Linked DNA regions of Sus scrofa: region 2 is linked to region 1. The links are chromatin contacts, called in public Hi-C maps. All regions are on one chromosome and are shown on one strand. The core of a region is the stretch at or near the end of the contact, and the rest is flanking DNA. Distances in the headings are between cores, read along the strand shown. Region 1 holds the start of ZNF639 (zinc finger protein 639). Region 2 holds the start of NDUFB5 (NADH dehydrogenase [ubiquinone] 1 beta subcomplex subunit 5, mitochondrial).

Region 1 (5,097 bases), core at 1,757-4,256:
AAGTGATCAAGTTACAGATAGGTGTCAGAATCAGACACCACCTCCGTTTCAGATTAATGCTCTTTCCACAGCAGCAATGGGAAAGTAAGGAACATCAGAAAAAGAAATGCATTGTGAAGTTTTCTCTACCAGGTTTATAAGCTGCTTTTCTTATCACTAAGGTGAAATATGTACATAGCAGGTACAACTTGGCATCATTACTAAAACCAAGATCATCTCATTTCTAGTGGAAAGGAACCTGAGGTACACATACTATTTTTGCTGCTTCACTAAATTCTAGGTATGTCAGCACTACACGTGATATGCTCATACACTTAAGAGTGCTGTTGAGTTTATTGTGCATTTTCCTTATTTGATCTTTTTTTTAGGGGTGCGCCCAAGGAATATGGAAGTTCTCAGGCTAGGGGTCGAATCAGAGCTGCAGCTGCCAGCTTATGCAACAGCCACAGGCACACCAGATCCAGGCCACGTCTGTGACCTACACCCCAGCTTACGGCGAATCTGTGAACCTGAATCCTTAACCCACTGAACGGGGCCAGGAATCGAACTTGCATCTTTGTGGACACTAGTTGGGTTTGTTACTGCTGAGCCATAATGGGAACTCATCCTTATGTGATCTTCACAACAATCCTATGAAGAAGGGCTACTATCAAACCTACCCCAATTTTGCTGATAAGGAAACAAACTCAGTGAAAGTCAAGTCAACTAAGTAGCAGAACCAGCAATGAAAAAACAAGTCTTCTGACTCCCAGGTTTTGAACAACTAACTGCGTACATCTTCTTTGCTAATCACTGCTCCTAGCAAGTCACGTCCTGCTTACAGTTCTTACACAGCCACCAACTGGGAGGAGGAGAATGGAATCACCCAAAGAAGCTGACAACCATGATATTTACAGAAATGGTATCAATTTATATATAATGCCTCACCTAACAACACAAACAGCATTTCTTGAGCCCACTCCCATTAACTGCATTTTAAAAAAATCAAAAAATAAAGCTGTTTTCAAATTTATGCAATAAATCAAAATCTCAAGACTTATTCCTAATGCCTCTTTTGCACACTTCCAGAATTTAAAAAGCTTTATACTTCATGTTCTAAATATTCTACAAGCATCAGAGAGAACACTGAAAACTGTCAGCCAAGCATGCGAAACACTTCAAACTCTTTCAAAAAAGCAAGAAAAGGAAACCAAGAATGGCATTAAAATTAATGTTGCAAGTTGGTATGGATTCAGACTGTCAGGTGAAAGGAATAGGATCACCATGATCACGAAATGTTTGACTCCTATTTCCGGCTGACCTCCTTTAAGCCAGATGGTAAAATGCTTGCTCAAAACCAAAAATCCTTCATCTCAGCAAATGTGTTTAGGTGCCTTTGATATGTATGACTGCCCAGATAAAGAAGTTTGGCTTTTCACTTAAGATGTCATGTAAACATTTGCTCACTTCTCCTTCTTTCATTGGGAAGATTCTGAATATACTTTTCATTCAAGTCCCACCTTACTCACTTCAAAACAACAGGTGTAATATATGTCACTGAAGTAAAATTAATCAAATCCTTAGGATGTATTCATCCAGAAAAACCACTGTTAACACTTTGTGTAGATGTCAAGACATTTTCTCATGTTACAGTATTCATATATATTTTACATTTACAAAAGGAGACCATGCCATCCAAAACATTCATTTTTTTAAAAAGTAACTTACAAAACACTTGTCAGCATCTTTCCATCTGTCATTTTTTTTCAACAATAAGAACGTCTGCATACAAAACACACTACAGATAACAGGCAGTCACCACTTAAATAGTTCAACCTTTCTGAAGCCTTTCGTGCAATGTAAATATTCTCTTCCTATTTGGTATAAACATAAGACAAGCATTTACAATAAAAAAAAAACCCTACAGATTTACCCTAAAGAGTTTTAAAAGCATGTTCTTTTCTACCCTCATTTTGAAACAAGCATATATTTTCCAGATTTTTAAAAGAAATGAAAATAAAAAAAATGCGACAGGAAAACTTGAACTAGTGCCCGCTATATATCCAACTTAGTGTCCGTTCTTGCTTTTCTCTTTGCTAAGAAATAACCTGCTTCAAATAACTCGTGTCCCTAGGTTGTACTGAAAAACAAAACCAAAAGGGGTTATAGGCACCCTAACAAGTGGCTTAGACTACTGGCTGGAGACGTAGAGCCGGGACCTTCGCCTGAAGGTTGCGGTTCTCCGTGCGTGCACAGGATGCGCCGCCGGAGGGTCAAGATGCCACCCAGCAAGGCCTGAGGGCCAGCGTGGCGTTTGGGGCCAGACGCCCGGAGGGGCCGCGCAAGAACCACCGGGACGCAGCCGTCTCCATCTCCGCGCCACGCACCCGCCCCACCGCAGCCCGGCGACTAGCGGGGCTTCCCAAGCCCCGACCCCAAAGTCAGCGTTCAGAAAAAAGCCGCGGGGGGCAGAGGCAGTCTTCGCAGGGGGTGGAACTGCCTTCGGAATGGGGGAGGGGAGCGCCATCCCGCCAGAAAACGAAAGCAGGATTTCAGTTTAAAAGACGCCATCCGGTCTTCCCTGCTCTCTCCCGCAGGAAGCTGCACCCGATCGGCCCGCTCCGCCCTCACACTCACCAGTGCCCTAGGCCCGCCTAGCCATCCCAGGCGCAGCTCCGAGGCGGCGGCAGCCCAGGCGCCCGAGGGCGGGCGGAGAGGCCGCGCGGCCCTGCCCGCGGGCAGCGCCGCTCCGGCCCTCGCGCTCCCGGGCGCTCAGCGGGGCTGGCCCCACTCCCTCCCCGCGCGCCCTACGCCCAGCCCGCTAGGCCCCGGGCCTAGCTCAGAGGCCGCACTCACCGCCTCGCTCCGCGCCTGCGCCGCACACCTCCCAGGTCCGCAGAGAGGGAGGGGAGGTGACTAGGTGAGAGTCAGGGCCGGGGATCCGGCGGCGTGGCTGCAGTACATAACCGGCCTGGGAGGGACCACCGGCCTCCAGCCCCAGGGGTGGCCCGGCGGCCCGCGCCCCCTGCAGGCACCTCCGCGCCTCTGCACGTCCCTTCTGGGCGAGGGACCGCCCCTCCCGAAACAGGCGAGTGATTCCACCCTCTACAATTGCTCCCCGCCGCCCTGCCGAAGGAACTTAGGCCAGTTTGCCACCAGCCCTCCCTCCCTTCCGGAAGAAGTGGGAGAAGCTAAGCGCGCCAGCCGCCCTTTTCCCACCCAGCTCCTCCAGGGGACGTGCGAGAAAGGTCTTGCTCGGGTTAGGCAATGCGTGGGGCCGCCGCCTGTTGGGGACGAAAAGGGCAGCTGTCCACGGAACTAGAGGGTGAAACTCTTAAAAGATAGAGAGTCATTGTTAGGCTTTAGCGGGATTCCCTGACAAAAAATCTTGGTGGAATGAATGTGAAATTATAGTGGACTGGATTAAACTCCTTTTCCGACCTTGGGTTTCTAGGAGCAGATGTAGAGAGGATTAAATTAAGCATAAATAAACTTGTGAACGGGGTGTGGTCACATGTTTAATTTTTTTTGACAAGGAGTTGAGGTTAGCTCCAATTCGCAATTGGTAAAGTGAGTTTGTGAGGGTAAGAGACTAGGTTTTATTCATTTTTGTAGCTTCTGTACCGGTTCAGATAATTAAGTGAATGATGAAGCCCATAGGCATTATTGTGTGCCCAAGGTCAATCTGTCTTTTTATCCGCTCATCCACTGTGCTTTTTCTGACTACCACATATTAACCAAGCAGCCACCGTAACGAAATAATCATAGATCTCACTGATCCCTTCAACTATCTCCCAGGATATAAAGCCATACTTGAAAGAGACCAGTTTGGGATACTTAATTTTTACTGTCTCATAACTTTCATGTGTGTGCTCAGCCCAAATAAACGAATATTTACGAATGCTGGCATGGCCCGAACCAAAGACGAAGAGATTTAGAGGCATCTTTTAATCCTAGTATAGTTTATATCCGGCACGGAATTGCCAAGTTTGTGGAATTTGTAAAGAACCTTGTGTATCCTTCCCTCCTCTGAGGTAGTCAGGCTCTCTTCATCTGCTGAGGTGATAGCCACAAGGGGGCGTTAGGGAGCCATTTTTTAAGGCTTTGCCAGCAGTGGTGAAAACCATGCGCGGATCTTGGGAAGGAGATCATTTTGCCTGCCAGCGCCAATGCCTTCGTTTAACTACCGTCGTGCTCTGGCTGCATGGGACTTTTGATTTGTGCTGGCAGCTGGACATCAGCTCTTGGTTGGCTAAGCCGACTCTTCTGAGAACCAACTAGTAGAAAAGGTACACCTCAACTAAATTTAGCTTTTATTTCTTTCACCTCTCCTCCATCTGAAACAATATTGTAATTTATCACCGGTTTGGAGTAGGGTTTTTTTTTTGGTTTTTTTTGGCTTTTTAAGAGACATTATCCAGTGAAATATTACTGTAACTCCTGAAGTGAACCTGTGTTAAATAAATTACTGGCGAAGACAGTCTCAATTTCTGAGCATAATTTGCCAAAAGTCAAAACACTTGTTTTTTATGAACTTGAATATTTACTCCATTCTTGACTATTTGTATTTCTTTTGTGAATTTTGAGTTTATATCCTTTGCTCATTTTTTTTCCCCAGGCTGTTTATCCTTATTTAAAAAATGAGGTTTTTAGCGTTTTATCTGAGATATATGTTGTATATATTTCTTTCCAGTTTGTTGTTTCTAATTTTTAATTTTGTTAATGGCTTAAACATTTAAAATTGTCGTGCAATCAAGTCTATTAATCTTTTCCTTTACAGGTTCTGTTGTTGGCCTTATGCCGAAATAATCTTTTATTCTACCCAATATCTAGTTGCATTTTTTTACTTTTACTTTTTAGTTGATCTGTAATTTGTTTTGGGATATAAGATGACTTTTTCTCTCTATCATAGTCTTTTTTCTTATTTCTCTCCATCTTGTATAACAGCCTGAAATTAAAATTGTGAGAATAAAATTGCTTCATCTGATGCTCAAATAACCTCGTAAGGCATTCATTTGCAAGCTTTAACTGCACCAGATTGACTGAGAGGTGATTGTTAAAATATAAAGGTCTGTGCTCTATCTCCGGAGTTTGTCATTGGATAAGTCTGGGGTGGAA
Region 2 (5,097 bases), core at 1,322-3,821, 290 kb before region 1:
CCGCCAACTTCACCTTTTAAGACTACCCCAGAATCCAATTAACATGCCCCATTCCCCATTTCTCAATTAAGTCCATGCTTTGTTTATAAAATCATTTTAATACTCTTCAATTTTTAAGCCATAATATGTGCATGTCAGTCTTCAACATAAATTCTCTGCATCTGAGAGAACTTAAGCTCATTTCCAGAATTCCTTGATGTCTGACATTTAATAAATAATTTACTTTTATCTGCTCATTTTCTAAGAAAGGATTTCACTATGACTGATACCATGACAATACTAGATGTTTAAGAAAGGTGTGGCCACAGGGCTCTGCAGAAGGTGCTATAGATTTTTCGCACACACTTTTTACCACTACTGTTGAGGTAAGTTAAAATTATCACCCTTTTAAAAAACAAAAAACAGTTCTTATGGTAAGAAACAAGTTCACTTCAAAACAGCATTTCTAGAAAGATGCAAAATTAGGCAGAAACACATTTTAGGATTATAAACACTTGTCAACACAAAGGAGATTAATTTCCCCATCAAGTCAACAGAATATAAGCATGCTTGTAATAAAATCTTGTTTTTTACACATGAAGATATGCAAGTTCGGGGCAATTAAGTGCCTTCCACTAGCTTCCAGGTTGTGATGACCCAAGCTCACACAGCTACTAAACTTCAGAGCCAGAATTGGAACGTAGGCAGTCTATCTCCAGGGGAAACAAAACCAGACAAGGTTTTCCACTCTGATGGATCTTACATTCTCATAGGGGCAGACATAAATGATAATATAAAGCAGATTACAACCTTTCATTCCACAGTGGCAGAGTAGGCTTCACATGTAAAATACCTTTGAAAACATGTACACAGCTGAAACACAGTAACATTCACCATAACAATCAAATCCTTTCCGGATCCTGCTCCCAGTGGAAAGGTGCAAATTACCTGCAAGGATCATTCCAAAACTCCAAGAAAGGGGAGTAGTGTATATATAAAGAGGATCTAGGGGTGAAATTTTACCTCAGTTTATCTTCAATTAGGTATGATAAGAATTTTTTGGCTTTAAATTTCACCTCCTCTATAACTACGTATTGAATGCTTACAATGTATTTTTTTTTCAAGAGGAATTAAATGAATACCTTTAATATCTTAGAGTGGTGTCCAGCACATAAGTGCTCAATAAATGTTAGCTGATTATTCAATTTAATACAGGAATACACTTTTTTTTTTTTTTTTTTTTGGTCTTTTTGCCATTTCTTGGGCTGCTCCTGCAGCATATGGAGGTTCCCAGGCTAGGGGTCGAACTGGAGCCATAGCCACAGCAACACGGGATCCGAGGGGCATCTGCAACCTACACCACAGCTCACGGCAACGCCGGATCCTCAAACCACTGAGCAAGGCCAGGGAGGGAACCAGCAACCTCATGGTTCCTAGTCGGATTCGTTAACCACTGAGCCACCACGGGAACTCCAGGAGTACACTGTTTTTATAAATATTGAGTCACAGTTTTCTCATCTGTAAAGTGAGGGTAATATTATATACTCCCTTTATAGAATCGAAGAGGAAATAAAATATACTGAATACAAAGAATTTGATGTTTCCCCACTATGATTATTCATTCTCCTAGAATTCAACTCACAGTGTCCAAGAGGATCTAAATAACCCCACCCCCCGCAAGAAGGCAATGACTTTTCTAAGACCTAGGAACTTTTTCCTTATGGGTCCCTTCCTAAGATATTAAAAATAATTATTTTATGATTACATTCTATAAAACCATTACGATCCAGGCTGGATTCACCATCACATAATGCATTAACATTCTGGTCCTTTTCTTTCTGATTTTAAAATAAATTTAAGTTAAAACATTTTCGTAGACACCTAAAAATATCATCATGAAGGCACTGTGCCTACCAGATGAGTTAGCCCAGAGCCTCGTCACCTGTCTGTATATTATTACTTAGCATGGGTGGGCTCCTCAGCAACGTGATTTCCCACCTTGTGAGACTGAAATGTAGCCCAGGTGGAACATATAAAGAATCTGGTGCCTGAGAAAGATGGGTCTCAGCCCTGTGCCTTTCTAACCGCAGCTTCATCCTCAAATTAGCACCAACAGATCAGGTGAATGACGAAGTGTCTCACAAATTCTAATTAATAACTTTGACATGATCGATCTAATTCAGGAAATTCTCAGTCTCCTCACACAGCCCATGCTCCTTCTCTCAAGCCGCAAGTCCTCAATTTCTCCCCGCTCCCTCCGGATTCCACCAAGGTGACCCGGGAAAAGTCCTCTGTCTCTCCTGCCGCATTCCCTGACCGCGCTTTCTCCCAAAGCCAGCACTCACCGCCAGTCTTAGGAAAGCCATGGGTGAGGAAACCCCCGAATCCAAACCGTGTGCCAAGGCGGCTGCGGGACAGAGTGGCCACAGCAGTGACTGAAGCCCGCTGCAACAAACTCATTGCCGCCATGGCTACTATGGGCGAGAGAAGGGCGGGGAGGAGTAACGGGAGCCGAGAGTGTCAATTTCCTAACAAGGGCGAAGCCGGAAAATAGCCATGTTGACTGAGGGCAAAGCCAATTTCAGTGCTCGTTATCAGTCCGCGTGAGACACAGGAAGTGACGCCATTGTTGGCGGAAATACAGTTTGCTTACTGATCCGAAAAAAAATGGCTGCAGCCGGTTTGGCTGTGTTCTGTAGAAGAGTCTCGGCCGCCCTGAAGGCGTGTAGGTTGTTAATACGTCCTCAGGCCCCTCCTAGCACAAGGTAAGCGATGTGAGTAGTCTGTCCGCATCTCTAACTTTGGCTCATGTTTGGTTGCTGAGATGCTGAGAATGCTCAAGGATGGAAAGGCCGTTGGGATGGCTGGGCCCAAACCCACCTCTGTCAAGAGTAAGTGACCTTGGAGAAGTCTCCCACGTAAGATATTGCCGTCTTTCTCACACATTTTGTTCCACTTACTGTGGGGGGGGGGGTCTGTAAAAACCCAGTATTTTTAAAATTAAACCTAGAGGTACAGTTTGGCTGGGAGAGGTGGGAAAAACTTCACTGAAGAGCTTTTGGTTATGGAACTGAAAGCTCTGTCACGTTCGGGTGGATTTAAAAAAAAAAAAAAAAGGCGAGTCGGGATGGTGAGGAGTTTGTACTCCCAGAGTCTGTCATAAAGAGATTATTCAGTAAATATTGAGTGAATACATGAAAGTAGCCAAATGAATGGAAAGTCACCCTGCAGGTATTAGAAAAGAATATCCTACATGTGGCGCTCATTTCTAGAAAGACCGCTGTCTTCTGGACAGACCAATCATTTTTAGCGTTAAGGTATATCGTTTCCTCCTTTTTATTAACTTTTTTTTTTTTTTTTTTTTTTTTGCCTCAACCTCTGCACGTAGAATATCCCTGGCCAGGGATGGTACCCGAGCTGCAGTTGTGGTCTGTTCCCCTGTGATCTTTAACCCCCTAAGCCAAAAGGGAACAACTTTTGTTTTTAATGAATTGAATTTTATAAATAGTTGGGCATGTTATTTTTTTTTTTAAAGGAAGTAATGTATGTGCTTTTTTTTATAGAGAGAGTCTTAAAGTTTATTTTGGTAGACTTGCATTTATAGTCACTGGTTTAAAGTAGTTACTTTTCAGAGACGATTCTTTGAAGAAGATGCAAAGATTTCACCCTTTATTTTCAAATATGCATAGTAGTGCCCCAGGAATAAGGACTCTCCATCTTTGCCGGAGAGCAAACAGATCTATAGAATGTAAGCCTAAAATGACTCTTTTATGCACTCTGAAACTGCCAGATGAGGCTGGCTTCTCTCCTGGTTCTCAGACTCAAGGGTGAGGGCTGACCATGTGGTAGTCCTCCGGCATGTATGGGGCAGGGGAGGCTGCAAGCAGCCCCTATCTGGGCCTTGCACCCACCCCTCCTTGGGCTACTTGATCCCATGTTAGGCGTCAATGTGCTGCAGCAGCGAACCCCACCGGACACAATTACTTCTGACTTTGCTCCCTGCACTGTACATGCTGCTAGGAAGACAAGCGCCAAGGAGCACTGACCCAGCATGGCACTTAAGGAAGCCCTGCTACTGCTGTGTCCTATTTTAGGGCATTCGTCCTCAAGAATTACTCTGAAATTTGCCACCAGCCCAGAGGGAAGGGTGTCTTGCCTTTTACATAACTTAGTAGATGCTCAATGCACAGCCTCTAAACGCAGGCGCAATTCAAATATCCTGAAAGCACAGGCTAGTCCTGAGGTTAAGTGCCAATGCCGTGTCTTTAAAGATTAAGAAGAAAATGCAAGTTCCCGTTAAGACGTTGAAGCTCCTTGAGATCACAGATTACTGGGTGCACCACTGCCCCAAATGGATGAGTGCAGTGTAGCAAGTAGATAAGTTTCCTTAATGCTAAGAGCTACCAGTCAAATGCCTTTATCCAGCTGTTCTTCTATAGGAAGCAGAATTTCAAAAGTCTTTGGTTCATCTGAGGCAAAATCAGATTTATGTCAAAACACTGCTCCAAGTATTTTCATATCTGTGCCAAGTCTGTTTCGTCTCCCTCAAGACAAATGGGTGTCAACCCAAGCAAGACAAGTCTTAGAAGCACAGAGGCAAAGCGTATATGCCCAGAATGTCTCCATCTGCTTCTATGTGGCCACGCTTCATTAGTTTTAATTTACCAAAAGGAAATTAAATGATAACCTTTTTTTTTCCCCCCCTCAAAGCAGACTGTCTAGAATAGGACTTCAGCTTAAGGCAAATCATAGCATGTTTTTCATTAAATAATCCCCCAAAGAAATCCAAAAAGTCAAGATGGCAGCTCTGAGAGATGACTGGCCTTATATTACAAAGTTTGAGAAATGAAACTTGCAACATTAGTCTGAGATCTTTGTTCTTGGTGATATTTTGTAGATGTCCTCTCAGGGGTGATTTTGTAATTCTGGGGTGCTGTGGACTTTTCTTTAGACTTGGGCATTTAGGAGAGAGCAGTCGACTTTTTAAGAAAAATAATTCTAATTGAAGCTTTATTTGTAAAAACTACTTCTGAAGTTAAAGTTACATTTCCGAAACACACATATTGGGTTGGTGTACTTAACTAAACGTGTTATTACTTTCCTTCCTATGGAGGGCTA

Evidence for each region. A called contact is a pair of places that touch in the nucleus more often than the background predicts.
Region 2: a Hi-C map of liver shows a contact between it and region 1, with 4 times the contacts expected there. The contact joins the promoter of NDUFB5 here to the promoter of ZNF639 in region 1. A contact is called at or near these places in 2 of 47 Hi-C or Micro-C datasets (heart right ventricle and liver) and 1 of 2 datasets of contacts at active chromatin or transcription factors (alveolar macrophages).

Annotation. Positions count from the first base shown.
Region 1 is chr13:117,368,451-117,373,547 of Sscrofa11.1, reverse strand. ZNF639 (zinc finger protein 639) reads right to left here and starts at 3,006. Exons shown (of 7, transcript NM_001244656.1): 1 at 2,983-3,006; 2 at 2,836-2,918. It overlaps KCNMB3 (calcium-activated potassium channel subunit beta-3), which reads left to right and starts at 3,242. Exons shown (of 4, transcript XM_021069862.1): 1 at 3,242-4,268.
Region 2 is chr13:117,653,885-117,658,981 of Sscrofa11.1, reverse strand. It overlaps NDUFB5 (NADH dehydrogenase [ubiquinone] 1 beta subcomplex subunit 5, mitochondrial), which reads right to left and starts at 2,571. Exons shown (of 6, transcript XM_003132546.2): 1 at 2,325-2,571. The coding sequence starts at 2,448. MRPL47 (39S ribosomal protein L47, mitochondrial) reads left to right here and starts at 2,594. Exons shown (of 7, transcript XM_003132547.4): 1 at 2,594-2,744. The coding sequence starts at 2,647.